Regions from separate parts of the Gossypium hirsutum genome. Here region 2 is linked to region 1. The links are chromatin contacts, called in public Hi-C maps. All regions are on one chromosome and are shown on one strand. Each heading gives the region's core, a stretch centred on a gene start, on an enhancer-like site or on the middle of the called end of the contact. The rest is flanking DNA. Distances are from core to core; before and after follow the strand shown. Region 1 holds the start of LOC107927609 (protein TIC 22-like, chloroplastic). Region 2 holds the start of LOC107927596.

The links. Hi-C and Micro-C count contacts between places; a contact is called where the count stands out from the background.
Region 2: a Hi-C map of leaf shows a contact between it and region 1, with 2.7 times the contacts expected there. The contact joins the promoter of LOC107927596 here to the promoter of LOC107927609 in region 1. A contact is called at or near these places in 9 of 34 Hi-C or Micro-C datasets (hypocotyl, leaf and petal).

The regions. Positions count from the first base shown.
Region 1 is chrA10:73,359,181-73,362,162 of Gossypium_hirsutum_v2.1, forward strand. LOC107927609 (protein TIC 22-like, chloroplastic) reads right to left here and starts at 1,565. Exons shown (of 8, transcript XM_041079327.1): 1 at 883-1,565; 2 at 356-430. The coding sequence starts at 1,380.
Region 2 is chrA10:73,552,793-73,555,774 of Gossypium_hirsutum_v2.1, forward strand. It overlaps LOC107927596, which reads right to left and starts at 1,468. Exons shown (of 4, transcript XM_041079329.1): 1 at 1,072-1,468; 2 at 844-981. The coding sequence starts at 1,112.

The DNA of each region.
Region 1 (2,982 bases), core at 315-2,814:
ATTGAAAGTTATAACCAGACAATCTAATAGTGGATAAGATAAGACTCCAAGTATGACATTTCTCTACACAGGAAATGAGAACATGCAAACTAGTTTCACACAAAAGGAATAAATAAGATAATCACTTTTGAATATACTGTTTGGCTCAAGTCCTCATGTCAGACATTTTCCTTTGTCAGGATTATTAAAACATATCATATCTTTTGCATGAAAGAAAGAACAATAAAAAGTTATAGGATTCCTACATCAATCTTGAAACTTATAAGAACCCAAAATAGAGAGCATAAAATTCATTCTATCCACATAACACAAAGACTCACAGACAAATTAGCTCATTTTATAACAAACTACTCACTCTAAGTGCATTCTTGATCTGAGTGGACTCTGGTACCAGCCTAAGTGCCACACCAGCAACCTGCAGCTGGACAACCTGCAAAACCCCCATATCCAAGCATGACTCCTCCAACATTTATCTCATTCATATAAACCAAACAAACAATTAATTACACAATGAAAAAAAAAAACCAAATTAGTTAAGATTTAAAGGCACGGTAAGTTAACAATCTAATAACAGGCTCGATTTCGTCTTTTGCTTTTGCGGCTTACTATTTCCTTGCTCAAAATGTTGCTAAAAAGAAATATTAGAAAGTAAAAAGCTCAATCCTATGTCACTACAAGAACAAACAGCTGAAGCTAAAACATTTTCAAATCTGTTATTTTATCTTTTATATCTAAGAAAATGGCAAACACAAGTGGGAAACAGACATTAGCCTCTTAATGGACTCCATAGTCCATAAAACTTTGTACATTTTCTACACAAATTCAATCTATCAAACGCATTTTGAAAAATCCAAATAGAAAGAAAGAAGGAAAGAAAATAACCTTGTTAAGAGCAACAGCAACCACTTTAGAACCTCCTTTTCGCATGCCAGGATCCATATTCTTCATCTGTTCCAAAAGAGCCTCAGCGTCCTCCTTCTTGAAACACAACAACCCAAGTGATTTTTTCGTCGAAACACCCGAAACCAACACGAATTCCTCCTCTGAGTTACTCAAGGCATAGACCGGAACCCCAGCCAATCTCTCTTCTAATTTCTCTGCCGGCATGGCATCACCGTTTTTTTTACTCAAAGCAATCTGGGTCTTGCTAGAATCAGCAATTCGAGCAAAAACCGGCCCTTTTGGAGAAAAAGAAGGCGGATTAAAGTGAGAAAAGGTGGAGTTAAAAGCGTCCATTAACTGATTTTGAGTTTGTCGGAAGAGAGAAGAGCAGTGGGTCTGGATGTTCGAGAAGGCTTGCTGGAGGTCTTGGAGAGGAGGGGTTTGTTTGAATGGCGAGAAATTTTTGGGGGTTTTGGAGTTGCTAGGGGGGTTCATCATTCTTTCCTTTTTGGTTCACGGGAAAATTTAGGATAATATCGGAGAAAACAGTGAGCTTTTGTAGTTGGAATCAGTTTCGGGGATGAGTAGGGAGCGACCGAAAGGAGGGAAATAGAAAAAACATTCATTTGCCGGCGACAAGCGAGAATTTAGAAATATGGGCCGGACGGGTGGGTTGGACCTTTAGAACAAAATTTTTAACCCTCGATCCAAATTAATATCTATTAATAATAAACTCTTCAACACCTCATATCATCATCTTGCTTGAATCACTATTTAACTCGTGATTAATCGGGTGGGATAAGTTAGTCGTTAATTCAGTTAAATTACGAATCGCACGATTGATTTTTCATGTTTGGGCCCAAAATTTTGACCCAAAGCAAGGAAAAAAGTCGAACTTAAACCAAGCCCAAATACAAAAAAGTTTTGAGTGCGTTAACAATTGGTATCAAAATTTATGGAAACATAAAATGAGCACTAAGTCTGTGAAGTAGAGCATCGAGGACCCAACCAACTTATGGGCCAAGCCTGCTTATTCTCTAATTATTTTGAAATAGAAATTAGAGATAGCTGTTATCAAGGAAAGTTGGTTATATTTGCTACCCACAAACTCAATTGTATTGATTAATTACTCAATCTATCTAATACTATGAATTACTTTTTCTTCAATTATAACAATATCATCCTTTTCAATAATGGTGATAAAGTATATTGCCATTTTTTGAAGCATGGTCATTCGAAAAATAAAGTAAAAAATTTACTTTTGGGACAATATTACTATTTTTTCATAATTATAAAATCAAAATCAAATTTTAAATTATTTTTAAATACTATTGAATTATTTGAATACAAACCAAATGTTTAAAACTTATTTTAATTTTAATCATATATTATTTTGAGATAAATGCATTATTATTTTTAAATAAACTAATGATATTTTAAAATAAATAAATTAAATTACATGTTTGTCAATAATAAAATAACTTTTTAATTATAAATGTTATTAAAAATATTAAAATTAATAAGTTTTTTATTTCATTTCATTCCATAATTTTAAAAAATATCATCACATTCTAAGTAAAATATTTAGTTTAACTAAACATATTGTTTTAGTCACTTTAAGTTGATAATGGACTATAAGGATTTTTCACACCCCAAGGATGATGGAAGGCTTGCAAGACATAGGGTAACTATAAGGGTGTCCAAATTTATACTTCAAGACGCTCTTCGATGCTTAATTCATAGCAGAGGCGTAGCCAAAGGGGTAGGAAGGGGCCTTTCCCCCCTCCCTCTTAACTCAAAAGAAAATTACCTTTATAATCCCTCCCAAAATTAAAAAAAAAACAATTTAGTTCTTCTTAACATTTGATTTAATGGAAAAACCATAATTTTAGCCTTTTTTGAAAACTTCAATACAAAAATTTTATATTTATCTCCCTCCCCAAATTTTATAATATTACCTCAATCTCCTTAAACAAAATTTCTAACTTCACTCTTGATTCAGAATAAGGAACAACAATAAGTTTAAGAAAATATTTAATAAGAGTATGAGTAAGAAGTGAACTCAAACCTTAAACTAGTATACACGATACTTTTTACACT
Region 2 (2,982 bases), core at 218-2,717, 190 kb after region 1:
TCAATTAATTAAATCTGAGACAAACACCTAGAATAAGTGACTTATATATAGCCTTGTGAATAAAGATCAGGCGCAACGTATTATTTCCATCCCGATTTTTGAGACTTCCAACGGAAGATTTGCTAGTGTGGAAGTATGAGGGGTCTGGAGAGTATTCGGTGAAAAGTGGTTATAGAATTCTTACTACTAACTACTTACAGAACATCAACTACATCAACTCTACTGCTGATATCTACAAGATTTTTTACAAGTCTTTGCGGTCTGTTAACATCCCGGAGAAAATAAAAATACATATCTGGAGATTGCTTAACAATTATTTGCCTCACTACAGTAATTTATTGTTAAGAAAGTTAAGGAATGATTATGTCTGTCCTCTTTGCAAGGAAGCGTCAAAAGACACGGATCATCTGTTGTGGTCTTGTAGTCTTCTTCAGGGTGTATGAGCTTCCCTTCAAATTAAAACTGCTCATGTTGATAACACCTCCAATTACAAGATTCACTTTGTCAAAACTTTTATTGCAGCAGATGATCAAAGCAAACAAATTATTTCAATTTCTATTTGGACCATGTGGTATAGGAGAAATCAATTGATTCATGAAGATGCCAAATTTTCTCTGCAGGAAGTGCTTAGGTTTATTCATGGTTATGTTCAGGAAGTAAATCTTTGCAAAGAGAAACTCGGTGGTTCTGATGGTTTTCTAAGAAAAGGGTATTGGAGGCCTCCAGTTTTGGGTTTCATCAAGATTAAATTTTGACGCTACCTTTCAAAGAGATTCTAGAACTTCTATAATAGCAGTTTTAGCGAGAGATTCTAGAGGTGAAATTAGAGGAGCCGAAACTTATCTGATAGAGGATGTTGCTGATGCGTTCGATGCATTCATTGCTGAAGCACGGGCATGTGAAAAGTCGTTACTGTTCACGCGAATGATGGGTTTCTGGTGCCTGGTCGTAGAAGGGGATTCTTTGACAGTTATCAAAAAGCTGCAAGCAAGGGTGGAAGATAAATCGATCCTCAGACCTATTATCCATCACATTCGAGATTTAGAACATTATTTCAGAAAGGTAGTTTACCTTTTTATTCTTCGTTCTATAAATGATGCAGCCCATACCATGGCAGCGGAAGGGCAAAGAAGCCAAAGATCTGGGTTTGGGGTTGATGGAGTTCCGGCTTCAGTAATGCGGTTTGTGGAAAGGGATTGGAGGAGCTGGATGCAGACGAATCAAAGACTGTCATAGTTTGCTTTGTACTGGAGAAGGTTCTCTGAATCTCCATGACTGGTTTCAAAGCACTTGGGTTTTCCTCTCACATCTGAATCGTCTTTTACAATGAGAAGGAAGCTGTTTTTAGCTGGTATTTGTGGGTGCTCTCTTTTTTGTTTGAAGGCCAGAGTGGGTTTTGTTTTTTTGCTTTTGTGGTTTTTTAGAACGTTTCTATGTGCGCATTTATGGCTTTGGACTTTTGGTCTGTTTCTTTTTTGTTTTTCTTGCCGTTTGCTTTTATTATTTTACTTGCTCCAGTGGTATTTGTCTTTTCTGCTTTATTTTGATGTAACCACCTGGCACTTCGAACCGTGTGTTAATAATATCAGTCTTTTCATTGAAAAAAAAGGTAAAAAAATATTTTTATACATTTATATTGTATTAATTTATATTTACAAAATACATTGTTTAAATTATATATTACAATTCTAATATGAATCATAATTACACGAAAATTATCAAAAATCAATTTTATTATACAATTAATCATACATAAAAATGACATTGTTTCAATAAAGAATAAAAAATTATAACGTATCATACTTACATTGAAATCATTCCAATTTATAATATACACAATATTAAATTACATTTTGTTTCAAATTTACACTAAAATCATTCCAATTCCAATTCCAATATGAATTATAATTACAATTTCAGCATACGAAATTTTTTCCTTACTATGCGCATGTTAAAAGTCACATTAGAAATATGCAAAACAATTTCCAAAGCGACTTCTAATATGCACACGACAACAAATAAATTTTAACTAATTAAATTTAATGATGCTAACAAAAGCGAAAATTTAAAATATAAGAGTGTAGCAGGCCAATTCTGCCTGCCCAATAAATAAATAAAACCCAAACAGTCCACATAATAAAGGTCCAAAATTACAAAAACAACAAGTCCAATTACAAGCTCAAAATAAACTTAACCCCAGATCCCAAATAGCCCAAAACTAAACTAGTTTTTCAGCAAAAAAAGAAAAACCTGGCCCTAGCCGCCGCTTCCCTCTTCAGCCGCCACTACCCACACCTCCACCACCCACGTTTTCCACCATGCGCCCACGCATCACGCCATCCACGTTCACCATACCTGCAACGAGTAGAGGAAATAAACAATTGTAAATATGGCTATAAAAAGCCACAAATATTCATTTTTTTTACAAAAAAGCAATAAAAAAAACATACGAATAGCAAACGTCAAAGGAAGATCGGAGAGAAAAAATAGCATTAAAAAGCACTAAGGTTTTTTTGTTTCCTTTATTTTTCTTTTTTTTCCGAATTTATTTATATATATAAAGGATAATAGAAAAAGAGGGAAGACTCACCCATTTTGAATCTCCTGGAAAAAGGGGCATTTTTGGGCTTCGACCACTGTGTACAACGGTCGCCAGCGACGGAGCCCACGACGGTGGTCCGGCGCCAGTGCCATGGCCGGATATTTTGAGGGGAGGAGAGAGTTCAGAGGTTTTTGAAGTTTAAAAAAAAAAGATAGATTTTTTTTGGCAAAAATGTGACTTAAATAAAAGGCTAAAACGGCGTCGTTTTGGCCTGAGTCCTTAAACCCCAAAATAGCGTTGTTTTGCCCTGACTTGATCTGACCCAACCCATCCAGCCTAGGATCTGCGTGTTTTTAGCGGAAGGGTTATTTGTCCTTTTGGCCCTTCCGCTTTTTCATGGTTTTGCAATCGAGTATTTTTAAAATTTAAATTTTGGCCCC